2 separate regions of the Anas platyrhynchos genome follow, and region 2 is linked to region 1. Evidence: chromatin contacts called from public Hi-C data. All regions are on one chromosome and are shown on one strand. The core of a region is the stretch at or near the end of the contact, and the rest is flanking DNA. Distances in the headings are between cores, read along the strand shown. Region 1 holds the start of CCDC88C (coiled-coil domain containing 88C). Region 2 overlaps CCDC88C (coiled-coil domain containing 88C).

Region 1 (6,989 bases), core at 2,043-4,542:
GGTTGATGAACAGTAGAGTCATATTTACAAGAAAGCTGCTTAACGACAGTCCCGAGCAAAGGAAGAGAAAGAAGCCCTTTCCTGATTACCATGAGTTTAACTCCCGTATTGTAACCCTGTAAATTCTGTTATTCCCATCCCTCGGCAACTCGGGCTTCCGAGGGCGGTGAATGGCGGAGCTTTGTTGGTGGCTGTAGTGGTTGCCAGGGGACTGCCTGCGGACGCTGAATCACGCCATTTACAGTCAGCCTCGAGGAACATTTGGAAATGCTCGAGCTTCGAAATTTCCCTCTGTGGTCTGCGCTGCTGAGAGTCGAGTGCTTTGTGGCTGTGAAGAGCGCTTTAGAAACACACACCGTGATAACGGGCGTTAAAAATTCTGGTGCCTCTAGCTGCTAGTACACTGATGGTGCTTTAAAATGTGCTGGTGCTTCTTGCTCCTCCGATGCTTGTGTTTTGAGTCAGTGCGCAAGTGGTGTGAAAACAAGTTGTTGCAAGTCACATTACATGCTACAAATGTGTATTTTCCACACTTGTTTGCTGTAAGAGGCATGGTTCTGAAATACAATTGCATTTGTGTATTTGAGTCTGAGCTTTCCTGGATATATTAATTGGAATGCATTTTTTTTTTTTTTTTTTTTTTTTTTTTTGCCTGCTGTGTGAAGGCAGCAGCTTCAGGTGCCCCAGAAATGAGAACTCGGCCTGCAGTGGGAGCTTTCACAAGGGGTCTTTGATGAAAGCCAAGTAGCTAAAAGAGAGCTGACACCAGAAACCAGGTCACGGTTTGGAGAAAGCAGGGAAGGAAGCACCGCAAGCCGGGCTGGGGCTGACAGGGAGGGGACACAATTCCTGAGGGGAGAAGAAAAGCATTCGGACTGGGGGTTACAAGCGAGGGCGTCTCCTGGCCCTGGGCCTCCCGGCGCTCCAGGGCAGGCTCCGGGGCTCGGGCCCCACGGCCGGGCTGGCCCTGCCTCAGGCCGCGGCCCCCGCTCCCCGCAGCGCCCGGCCCCGGCCTGCAGCACCCGCGGCGGCCGGCGGGGGGGGCCGGTGCTGCGCCCAGGGAACGGGCCCGGGCCGGGGAACGGCACGGAGCGGGGCCGGGGCTGGTCCCGGGGCCGTGCCCCCAGGCCGAGCAGGCAGCGTGCGGCTCCCGGCCGAGTCCTGCGCCGGGTGAGAAACCGGGGCTGTTGTAACTGTGCTCCACGGTGCAGGACAATCCCCACACCCTTTAGCTGTCTCACGGTTTGTGACCCCTACATCTGACAAAGCAACTGTTCTGTGATTTTTAGGAGTTTCTGGAGGCATGCTCCTACAAACGGGTCTGATTCAGGCTGTGAAAAGGAGGAAAATGTTCTTGCGTTTGTATTCTGGCTTCTCTGAAGAGGTTGTGTATTTTTCAAATATTATTAAGTCCTTTTTCTTTTGACTATTCATTAACACAATCATCCTCCGCTGTAAGCACCACAACAGCTTTAAATTTTATTTAATGAAATATATTCACAAGACAGGAGATCACAAGGCTTGGAGAAGTTAAATTATAGCAGTCTGTCTCTCTGAAGTGTTGAGAAATAATTAATCATTCCCCTTCTCGCCATACCTGAGCAGTTGTTGCGCTCAAAAGCATGCTGTTTGTCCTTCCAGCTACAGCAAACAGCGTCCCTGCAGCCCCCTTCTTTTTGGGGGCGGAAAAGCTGAGACAACATGGTTCCCACAACACAAGGTAAGTGTGATTTAACTGTTTGTACCCGCTGGTACATCCTCTCAAGGACCGTGGAGAGAAGTGGCTGCACCAGGTTGTAAGGGGCAGCTCACAGAGGTCAGGTCCCTGGTATCGTGTTGGTCCACAAAGGTTAAGGATCAAAACATGCCTGATCATTAGCATGCTTAAATAGCACGTTCATGAGCTAGCTGTTCCTGTATAATGAATGGGATCCATCCAAATGCAGACCTGGAGGTTTGGGCTACCCCTGGTGTCTTTAATAAGGGCAGGGAGGTTTTCCTCCATGAACACTTCCCCCTGTGGGGCTGGGCTAATGAAGCAGGCAGCAAGCAGGGGTAGTGCAGGCAGGAAGGTGCCATCTTCCCTCGGGCTGACCTCGCCTCAAAATGGCTGATGGGGGGTGACCAACTCGGGGCAACCCCTGCTCTCCAGCCTGGGGGAAGTTTCCCTTTCTCAGATGCCCACATGAGGTCTCACCACCCTCCCACTAATATATCTGTGTTTTATTGCCATGTTTCCTGATTAACACTGACTCTACCTACACAGCTGCCTAAAATAAAGATCCTTGTGAAGCAAATCATTAAAACTGATCTTACGTGGGACAAGCAGGCTGCTGCAATGAACAACATTGTCTGTCACTGTAATGGATTGCTTACAAACCGCTCAGTTCCTACAGGCAAAACAACATCTGTCCCTCCTGACAGAACGGAGCTGCGCACACGTGTGCCCACATCCCTTCTCGAAAATAGGGGTGGGAGATCCAGTGGTCAGCAAGAAAAAGAACTGCAGAAATGATTTGCCTGACTTGGTAAGATCCAAAATGCATTTTGTGAGCTTACTGTGATTAAACAAGGCATAGCCAAAGTGCATTTTGGAGTGATTGATGCATAGAGAAAGACTTGTGTGTGACAAATAGAACACGCTTGTTCTGGGGATAAATAAAAGGGTGTAGTCATCCAGATACAACTAAGAAACAGAAAAAACTCCATTAGAATTACGGAAGAACCTCAGATTACCTGGAATTATTATTTTTAACTAAAATAAAGTAAGTTATTGTCTCTCTCTCCCCCCACCCCACTGGGAAACAATTTGCCTGCTGAGCGATTGCTGGGGGTGCTGAGCAGCAGCGGGCCCAGAGGCTGCTAGCCACGGGCTGTAGCCACTAGCCACGGCCCACGGGCTGTAGCCACGGGCTGCCAGGCGCGGCCCCGCCGAGCAGCGCTGTCCCCTTGGCAGCGCTGTCCCTAACAAACCACCTGATGCTGTGTGGGGACAGCGGCGAGGACCGAGTGCTGCTTGCCCCTCGCTTCGTTTTACAGGCAGCGGCCGTGAGCTCGCGCACAGCCCCATTTTCTCCGAGATTTCCCCTTTTTGCCCGCTGGCGCTGAGCGGGCACCCAGCCGCCCCCGCACCCCCCAAGCGGCCACCTCAGGGCCGGGCGGGGGCACCCTCCGCCTCGCCTCCTCCCGCCCCCTTCCTCCTCCCATTGGCCCGCGCCGGCCGCTCGGCGGCTCCCATTGGCGGCGGGCGCCGCCCGTCACGGCGGCGGGGCTGTAGTGGCCGGGGCGAGGCCGCGCCCCGCCGCAGGTAGCAGCGGGGCCGGGACGGGGCCGCGCCGCGCGGGCTCCGGGAGCGGCCCCGCAGGAGCCTCCGCGCCCACCCCCCGCGGGCGGCCGCTGCCTCCCCCCCAGCCCCGCCGCCATTTCCCGTCCCCGCTCCCCTTCGCCGCGCTCCGCCGGGCCGGGGGGCGATGAGGCGCGGCTCGCCGCCGCTGTAGGCGGGCGCTGCCCGGCGGCGGGGCCATGGGCTCGGCGCCTTTGTCTGCCGAGTGAGCCGGCCCCGCTGCCGCGCCCTCCCGGCGACATGGACGTGACCGTGTCCGAGCTCCTGGAGCTCTTCCTGCAGAGCCCGCTGGTCACCTGGGTGAGTCCGGGGGGCAGGCGGCCGGCGGGCGGCTCCCGAGGCACCTGCCTCGGCCGCGGCGCTGCCTTGCCCTCCTTCATCCTTCCCTCCCCGGCAGGTGAAGACCTTCGGCGCCCTGGCGAGCGGCAGCGAGGACAAGCTGGGCATGTACATGGAGCTGGCGGACGGCGTGCTGCTCAACAGGATCATGCTGCAGATGTGAGCGGGGCGCCGGGGGCACGGGGGGGGCTGCCTGCCTTCGGAGGGGGACAGAAAGAAAGGGGCGAAACTCAACCCTCCGTCCCCACCGGGTTTGCTTTTGCTGCTTCAGCTCGCCCTGGTCTTGCAGGGTTTTAGGCGGCTGCCCGGTGCTGAGCGTGCCCCTCGGGGGAGGCTGTGCTGCAGGGTAAATAAGGAAACGAAAGCGCCTCATCGGGTGAAGCTTTACTGGGGAGGTTGCAGCTGAAGCGTGTCTATGTGGTCTTGTGAGATTTGGCGTTAAAAACAGGTTGGCAAAGGGAAAACTTCACTTTGCTAGCTGCTGTATCTCTCAGGCAGCGCTGCAGAGATATGTCTCAAGTAAACTTACAAGTAGGTTAAAAGCCCGAACTGAAAATAACTCTTTTCTCTTAACACTGAAGTAAATTGTCGCTAAAGCATGCATTTTTAACCACATCCTTTCCTGCCACTGCTTTGCTGCGCACAGATCCTGGCTGTTTCTGTTTCATCTCTGTAATTGCTTTTAATACTCTGAAACGCATCTGATGAAGAGCTGGCAGGGAAAGGTATTTGACTCGCAGGGGAGGAAGCTTCCAGCTTCACCCAGTTCTGGTACTGCCCTCCTCACAGAATGAAACCGAGTAAGGCTCACCCAGTGACTTGTGATGTTAGGCCAACTTCAAGCACATAAATGAAGAGCACATATTAGGTATTAGGGTCTTTAAATGTGTTTTTTTTTTTTTTTTTTTTTTTGAAAAGTAACAAAAAAAAGTACGAGAAGCTGTGCCCCACCTGCTCAAGTTAGCAAGTTCTGCTATCTTCTGGTACCTGGCTGCACCAGCTCTAAAGACAATCGAGCTTTCTTCTGGTTTCGTTATTGCTAACGTTGGAAATTCTGTACTGGAACTTGGACAGTGAAGATTTGAAGGTGCAGATTCATGATTCAGAAAAGGACCCAGATCGGTCACCCCACTTGGGGTTGATGCAGTAGTAGTGTAAAATGGAGTAAAGTGCTAGTTGTAAAAGGAAGATGCAAATTCTAGCATTTCTGAGGAATAATTATGCTTCCAAAAGAGAACTTTCTGCAAATTGGAGCCTTGAGCATGAGCATTCAAACGCGGATTTGTACCTTTTCCAAAGTGTGGGAAACAGAACTTTGCACCAAACGTAGTGGTCATATATCAGAGCAAACCAACCAAAGTGTCAAGGACCCACAGTGATTGTGAGTCTGCTGCAGATTTAACTAGACTGTCACCATTCTCTAATGTGTGAAATAATTAATTATTTCAAAACAAGGAAAATGAACTTAGTCACTCCCAATTTTGGTTACTAAATGGGCAGAAGATTTGTGATATTTAATGACTGTAAGATTCTGAAGCGAGTGATAGATTTGAGAAGTGCTTTATCAGTTGACATATACAATAAACAAACTTAAGTATTCTGTAATTCGCCAGTTGTAATATCTGAGGTGACATAAAGTTGTTCGGGTCTGTGGAGCAACTTAATGGTGCTCTGGGGACAGGGAGTGAGCAATAAAAGCTTCTTGAAATGAGGAATTTAAGTGTATCGACTAACAGTGCAGGGACGCTAGTTGGAGTTTTCTGGGTTATCATGTTGGTGAGAAATGCCCTGGCATGTTTACTTGCCTTAGGGAGTCAGGAAAGTAAGTCTGTTTCTTCCAGAAGATAGATCTCTGCCAGCAGTGCCACAGTGTTCTTGAGGGAAGCACAGGCAGGACTGAGTAGGAAACTGACCCATTATTCACAATTGAAGCTTTTTTTCCCCTTTTTAGGCAGCTTTGGCAGTGTTTCTAATGATGGTGGGGGAGCTTGAAATTAAGACATTTCTACTGAGAGCCTGAAGCTGTTTAACTAAGGAAAGATCCTGGCTGTATTTATGTATTCTGACTGAGCAGGGTGCTGTCTGTGACCTTCATTTGTTCTGACCTAACCTTTAGAACTTGCGATGCAATTACTCCTTACCTGTAGATTGGGAAGGCTTTTCAAGGAGTGTTTCTGCCCTGCAAAGTTTTCAGAATAAAAAAAAAACAAATGTGTTTTTAAAATGCTTGCTCACCAGTTTGGCAAGCCTTGGTCCCTGAGGATGACTCTTAGTGCTTGGCTTGAGATTTGTTCCTGGTGAAATTGTATTAATGAGGGCCTTTAAGAAATATGATAGAATTTGGTATGCCATGATACCCTTCATTGCCTGAAAGCACGTGTGCCTGCATACATGTGCGTGCACGCAGAGAGTCAAATAGCTGCCCTCATGTTGTGGTTAGCTGTATTCTTGCCTGTGTGTTGTTTCAGTTTTAGTTATTCAGGTTACTTTGTTTGCCTGCTTACTGCAGCACAAATAACACGGGCATATGACCCTACATCTAGACACCGGGTGTGATGCAGTACTTTGCTGCAGACCAACAGGTTTCTTCTGATGAAGGTTTCAGAAGCCAAATTCTTTTGAATTTCCTTATTAAAACTAAAATGCTTGTTGTCCTCCAGCTAAGCAGAGTTGAAATTTCATACGTGGCTAGAAAGTCTGGTGGCTCTGTGAAGAAATCCAGATATACCTGTTGAGAATGAGTTCACGCAAAAGCAGGGCTGTTTGAGGTGCAGGGAGGGCTGTACTAGTTCAGTCACTCTCCAGTTCCTGTTGTAATAGGTTGGATTTCTCCCAAGTCTGGCAACTTGGAATGGGTGGAGAAGATCCCAATGCTGTGATGTTGTGGCGTTGATGTTTTTAGATAGTGGGTTCATATCAGCAAGGCGACCATGTCACTGGGGGGGTGGTAGGTGACGTTTGTCCCTCTTCCTGCCTGTCGGGTGCCTGCTGTGTGGGAGTGAAAGCAGGGCTGTGTCTTCACCCTGTTCTCCTTAGAGATGAAGCAGGCTCTGGCCATGGCCTGGTCAGTAGACAGCCAGCTGCTGGGCTCTGCTGCATGGCTTTTTTAGATGACCCCTAATGGCGTGAGACCCTTCTAAAAAGGTAGCTAGAGACTGCATCGCTTTGAATTGTGGTGTTTATACAGGTAAATCCAGTAGGAAGAGGCATGCAGCAGCCTTTGGATTCCCACTTGTATCTTAAAGACCTAACTTTTTCAAGTCATTTTGCTGTAAATGGGTGGTTTCCTCTTCCTGTGTTCAGTCCA
Region 2 (6,989 bases), core at 2,293-4,792, 60 kb after region 1:
TCCCACTAATAATAAAAATACTTTTTCATCTCTCTCTTGTATTTTACTTTACAGTTCACCTTTTGCCACTATGTTTTGAATTATTGTGGGTTTAACTGTATAAAAACAGGGTATATTGGAAACAAAGACATTGAAGGTGCTGTGTTTATTGACTTCCAAATAAAGGGTAACATGAAGCTTCAGCATTTCCAAAGTGGCTGGTGATTTTGCATGCTGCTTCTCTGGGTGACTTGATGAAATTTTGGGTAATATTTTCTCAAAATTTGAGACCCTTGAAGTATGGCTTCAGGTCTCACAAATGTAAATGACAAAAATAATTATTGGAAGCAATGGTAGCCTCATTTTCTGGATTTGTTTTCTGGATAATTGAAATACCCCAAATTATGAGGCCAGTTACCTACTTGCTGGATCCACATTTAATATGAGTCGAAGAAGCTCAGTAGAATTCAAGGTTATATTTTCAGTGTCTCCAGAGTGCTGATGCATTTTGAAGAGCTTAGCTCAGAATACATCTTGAAGCCAGCAAATCTTACCAGTCCTGTTTTCTTACCAGTTTTCATTCATGTGTGTCTTGCACAGGATCGGGACACAGACAAGAAGAGAATTGAAGAACTTCTAGAAGAGAACATGGTCTTGGAGATTGCTCAGAAACAGAGCATGAACGAATCTGCACACCTAGGCTGGGAACTAGAACAGCTGTCTAAAAGCACAGATCTTGCAGATAGTGAGTACCAGCTGATGTAGCTGCTGTTGTGCTTCTGTTTGTGGTCTCTGAAAAAGTGGAGAGGTTACTTCATTGCAAAGGGAACAAGAGACTCCAAGATGGGTGGTTCATTTTGACAAGTTCCCTTGCTGAGCCACCTGACTTTGAACATAGTTTGGGGGAACTTATAAAATGCATTTCTCCTAGCTTCTTTTGCTTTCTTACAAAAACATTAAAATGTCTTCCTTTTATTTTGTTTGTCACTGAAAGAGTGACTTTAAGTTAAATGATAACAAAATATATATATTAAAAAGCAAGGTTTGTAAATGACACAGCAGAAATGCCATACTGAACATGGGATATTTCTAAATGAATGGCTGTGAGGGAGTCTGTGATCTTTAGTATTCTTTAGTACAATTAGTACAGACAATTAGCACAGACAATTAGCTGGTCTTTAAGTTCCAGGAAGTAGTGGATGCTGAAGTCATTTATTTTTACTAGGTACTGAAAAATGTGTATGGGTAGAATAACTGGCTGATTATTTTTTTTGAATGGTTGATTTCATTTCTGTAACTACCACAAATGTAACTAATGCTCAATTCACTAGTCAGGCCTTATCATTGTTTTCCATGTCTAACATTCATTCTGTTTATAATACCAGCCTAAACAACAATGCTAAGGGGAACTTGGGAAATACAAAATATTTCATGCAGTTCTGTGTACAGATTTTATTGATTAATTAGTCACCTGATTCTGCATATTTGTCTTTGTGTACCAGAACAGTGTAATTGAAGACAAAGGAATAAATTTGAGTAATCAGGTGTTCAGTTTTACTTAAGTTTTCACTAGCTTTAGGAACTGCATCATCCTTGGTGTTTTCACAAATAATTCTTAGTGTTTTATTTCCTGCCTTGATTTATTTCCTCTTGTGGAAGTATGAAAGGGTATCAAAGTCTATTTTGCTATTAAAATAAAATATGCAGCTAGCATGTTTAAAGTGGCTTCAGGAGAGTTAGGAAAGTAAGTAGCTTTTAAGATGGTTATCTGTTCAGGTACTTCCCTATTTATTAAAGGTTTTAATTATCATCTGTAGAAAGGGGTTCTATTTTAAATAAAGTGTTTACTTAACAGTCAAGCTGAAACGATAAGGATCTAACTGCAATTATCTTCATAAAAGTGAATCTTAAGGACCTGGAAAAGAACATATTTGTGAATTGATTAGAGCCACCTTCTGATTCTCATGTTTCAACAGCTAGAAAGTCTTTTGTGTTTGAGTTGAATGAATGTGCTTCGAGTCGCATACTGAAGCTAGAGAAGGATAATCAGAGCTTGCAGAACACAATCCAGGAGCTGAGAGATGCCTCCTTGACCTCCAGAGAGAGCAGTCTAAAGTTTGTGGAACTGGAAAAGGAAAATCAACAGCTTAGCAAAAAGGTAATCCTTGTTCACAGGAACAAACAGAGCTCTTGGGTTTTTGAACACAGTGTGTGCAGAGCTTTACAGCATTCCTGAATGATGAAAGATTGGAGGGAATTCACCAATGTTCTTCAGTAAGACTGTGGATGTTTTGAGGCCCTTCTAGTTAATCTTATTTCAAAGGTGGTATATTCTATCAACTTCTACTTCACTACTTAAGTACATCATTGTAAGCAAAAGTGATTCTTCCTATTTCATATAAACAGTACTCATTTTGCAGTCAGACTGTATTGTCAATTTTGTCCCTTTTGTTGTCTTACGGCAGTCAGTAGTTCTTGCTCTACTAGGTGAGAAAGCCCTGGCCACACTGAAATTATTTCGTTCGTTTGAAAGTTTTAATATTTCTATGCAAGTCAAATAAAACACACAGGTGAAATCAACTTAGTATATTTTTAAAGAAGTCTTATTTTCTGCTAGTAGTCCTGCATCAGTTCTTTCTCCTTGTCTCTTCCTTTTGGCTCTTAGATATTCTCATTCTCTGCAAAGATCTGGCTTCTTTTAATCACTGGTAACAAATGTGCATGTTGTCACTTTTCAAACGTATATTTATATATATATATAGAGAGAGAGACATATATATATATATATATATATATATATATATATATATATATATGTATGTATGTCTGTGTTACACTCTGTTATTAACTTACTACAGTTAATTCAAATGCCCATGTCTCTGTGAAACACAGTGCTTGGTTCACCTCCAACTGCTAGCTCCGTTGTTGTCTGGCTGTTGACTTGCATTCTGAATTCCGATGAATTGAGCCAAATGCCAGCAGGGAAATGATGCTTGCTATTCTGAATAATTTCCTTGTCAACTTTTTCCACATTCCTACCTTTCCTAAATCACCCAGGATATAAACCCCATTTATCTCTCCCCCATTGCTGCTGTGTCCTGTGTGTATGACATCAATACAAGGATTCCAGTCCTCTCTGGCCTGCTTATGGGGCAAGAGAACGCTTTACCAGGACAAGGGGAGAAAGAATCTTTATATGAAATGCTGGTCATGTATTACTAGATCAAAACTAGAAGAGAGTCAGATTCTCTGCCAAGGAGAACAGGGATCCATCACCGAATCAATCCATCTCCTGGAAAGATTCTTTTGCCACCAAGTTGAGAGACCAGTTCTGCTTCTTGCCTTTCTTCTGTGCACAAAGAAAAATGCAGGAATTCAGTTCAGTGTACTCCTCCTTCCACACTCCCATTTATGACCTGTTGTATATGAATAATTCACTCCAGCTCTAATTTACATGCTTAAAATTTGAGATCAAGAAATATAAAGCAGTCAGCAGATACCTGTGGTATACAGCAATTTAAGTAATTTAAACAGCTGTGGTCAACCTTTGGCTTTGCCTCAGGCACATTCCTGTGGGCACCTCCAGTTATGGCACTGTTTTGGTGCCAGCAGTTGTGATTCCAGCATTAGTCTGATGTTTTCAGTGATGATGAATGCATTGACATGGGTGGGTCATCTACACGGCTGGTAGTTAAATAAGACAACACGCAGTAGTGGGGAATGCCTGTGAGGTGTGAAGGGGCCGCTGTACGCATCGGACCAATGAGAGAAAATGGCAGTTAAAAATACTGCTATCGAGAGCAGCTGAAATGTGTGAAAGGGTGTAAATCAAGCTCTACTAGAGAGACAAAGAGTATGATGGGAGCTGACTTAAGTCTGTAAGTTCTGACTCAATACCACAGGCTACTCAAGTTGCTGACTAGCTTCACATCTCCCATTCAGGAAGCTTTGGAAAAAAAAACCCACAGTATTATTCTGTACTCTGGGAGATACGCAGTTGTGTCTTGGTGTGCAGAAACCTGATACCTCAAATCAGGATTATTTTTACTTATCATGTGTTTGTTTGCATTCGCATTTTTAAATCTTTGTTTGCTCCACCATACTTCTGTATTTCTCTGACACATGTATCGTCTTAATTAGAGGGTATGGCTGCTCACTGGGGAGGTCTCTGTGACTAATGATGGAGTGGTTACTCTGCAGTAGGCAGAGGAGAGGGCAACAGTTCTCAAGGACTGTTAAAAGACACTTTGTATGAACTCTGATTTCATTCTGGAGTTCACACAGAGCAAGAGAGAGAGTGATTTTCTCAATTTAGTGTGCCTTTATGCATGTATGTGTATTTTTTTTTAAATAAACTTTCCTGAGATACACATAGTAAAGTCATTTAAGACAGTTAAGTCATTTAAGAGTCAGATTTCATCTGCTGTCCAAGAGTTTCAAGAACTGTTACCAGAGTATGCTTTGCTATCTACTGCTTGCAAGGATCACGTTGCCAAACTAGATTATTTAAATAGTACAAGGGGAGATGATATGAAGGAAAAGTCCTCTATATCTGTTTATTTCTTTCTCTCAATGTTTTGAGAGAAACTCTTAACAGAAAATCATTTCTTGGGCACAATCTAGTAGCAGCCCAAGTACTTGTTTTCCCTGCACTTCTAGCTCCTTGGACTGAAACAAGTTGTAAATGGTAGTTTCTTTCTTGTCTCCAGTATTCTAGGAGGTGCTAATGAAGACCAGCTATTGCTGAATTACTGAGTTTATGTTCCAGCCTTCTCTGAACGGCTCCTTTGAGACCAATGAACCTTAACATGGTCACATTTCTAAATGTTAAGCCATTCTTATCTTCAATCTGAGCAGCCCCTGCTTGTTTAAACACTTCCTGTAATGAGGCACATGTTGATATAGGCAGAGCCCAGCCTCTAGCTATTTCCCACTTGTGAGAATTATTGTTAATACCTTTTTCATTGACATTTTCACTGTTGGCAAAGTTTCTAATACCAACACACACAAAATAAAAGCCAATATTTATGCACAGCTGAAGGTTTTCACAGCACTTTACAAGGATAAGAAGGAGTATTTCCTGAAATGGGCAGCCTACCTCTCGGAATCTCTTGCTTCTAAATACTAAAGTGGTGCTACTTCTCTGTGCTCAGTTCATTATTTGTACAGCTTTCAAAGTGAGGGACTAGGAAGCCATCATTCATTGTAGGGACCTTATTCACAGGTCATTGAAATACAGCATTGTCACCTGCTGGGAAAATGGGACTGACAGACCACTGGGAGAGGGAAGGTAAACTTGGAAACTTCAATGCTTTTCCTCTGTTCCCGACTGTTTAAATCCTATTGCTCAGTGAATTGCTGTAATAACAGTGTCCACTGTTTGAGTAAGGCCATCAGTGATGGAGAAGACAAGTCACTCAGAGAGGTGAGCACCAGAAACTGTAGCCACTGACAGGAGCAAAACAGTGCGCTCAGGCAGGTGAATTGTTTTCCACTGCTGTACGTTACTGTGAGAAAATTCAGCAGTACTTTTCACCCTCTTAAGACTGGCAAGCAGCAGAAGAGAAAGATTTGTATCTGTCAGCCATAGTCCTCATTTCATTCCTTTCATTTCTTCAGAATACTTTAAAGTTTGAACTGTCATTATATCAAGCTGTGACTGATATATTTTTGTGTGTTCTCTCCACACAGATTGAGAAGTTACAAAATCAAATTGAAAAAGAGAAGCAAAGTAATCAAGATCTGGAAACCTTGAGTGAAGAATTGATAAAAGAGAAAGAACAGCTACAAGTTGTCATGGAGACACTAAAAGCCGACAAAGACAGACAGGTGGAAACTTTACGAATGTAATCTAAAAGCATATGCTCAGTAGTGGAAATTTGCTGATGCCATTTAGAGCCTCTGGTTCTCTCAGGGATACAGGGCAATTTGAGAGCTATTACATGTAGGCTCAACTTGTTCAAATGTAGGTAAAACGTTTCTTTGTGCAAAAAAGCCCAATATGTTTTGGTAGCTACTACTTCTGTTGCCATAAGGGCATCTTCAGGCTGTTGGTTGTAAGAGCAGATCTTTTCTTCTTTGAGAAAAAAAAGCCCTGGATCCTACTAAACAGGCACTGACTGATTTTAGGATGTGCAAATAAAATCCTGTTTTATTGCAGAAGAATCTGCCACCAGTTGGATGTCCTGAATGCTTTTTTTTTTTTTTTTTTTAAGACCACTTAGTCTATTTTAAAAAGATGCTGTGAAAATATTTACATTTTCTGGACTGATATTTTAAATGTCCTTCAGCTTTTAATATTGTGTTGCAGTTCATGTGCAATGCCTTGAAACTACTCTGTTATAGGTTCATGCAAAGTATCATCTGCATTAAGTAGACCAATGGCTAAAGAAAATGCATATACAGATCATTGGTGGCTGGGATGTGTATTTTCAATATTTATTGGAATTTACTCCAAGATTTGTGGGATGGAGGTTAAATACAAAATGTTTTATGTAGTGCTTTTCATCCTGAAGCATTCTTACACAGGCTTCTACCTGGGAAACTGCACTTTACCAACAAAGTCATACATTTCAGAGCACATACGGACTCTTTGAGTTTGCAGTTGATGAATGATTCACAGGTAGGGCAAGAAGTAAAAACAGAAGTCAGCCACTGGAAAAGGGCAGATTCTGAGTTTTCAGGCTCAACTCCTGCTTCATTTTTTGGGATATTGTTTAGATAAGAATCAGATGCAAATTGCAGTCTAAATTGCAATTTCTTCATCTGGAATTTGGCCAGGAGGTAAATGTACTGCTTTCACAGAAAGTGTATCTTTAATGAGATCTATAACTGCTAGAAGAAAAACTTCTGGGGTTCTGAAGTCTTATCAGGGAAAATTTGTGTCTTCAGATCCCAGAGACAGGAATGTAAACCTAAACAGAAAGGTAACATTTATTAGGAATGATTCATAATGAAACATCCTCTCTGAGGTGTTCTCTGAAAGTCTATTGTCCACTTTTTATCTCTGC

What was found. A called contact is a pair of places that touch in the nucleus more often than the background predicts.
Region 2: a contact with region 1 is called in a Hi-C map of liver, with 5 times the contacts expected there. The contact joins the enhancer-like site here to the promoter of CCDC88C in region 1. A contact is called at or near these places in 5 of 8 Hi-C or Micro-C datasets (F1 follicle, liver, skeletal muscle and 1 more).

Annotation. Positions count from the first base shown.
Region 1 is chr5:17,105,527-17,112,515 of IASCAAS_PekinDuck_T2T, forward strand. It overlaps CCDC88C (coiled-coil domain containing 88C), which reads left to right and starts at 3,293. Exons shown (of 31, transcript XM_038180263.2): 1 at 3,293-3,643; 2 at 3,741-3,841. The coding sequence starts at 3,584.
Region 2 is chr5:17,165,564-17,172,552 of IASCAAS_PekinDuck_T2T, forward strand. CCDC88C (coiled-coil domain containing 88C) reads left to right here. Exons shown (of 31, transcript XM_038180263.2): 12 at 580-724; 13 at 1,956-2,137; 14 at 5,671-5,808. Among named protein-coding and RNA genes, the nearest start is that of GPR68, 40 kb to the right of the region's middle. Within about 2 kb of position 3,543, at least 2 of the 8 cell types and tissues checked have an H3K27ac peak or open chromatin away from gene starts, as enhancers often do.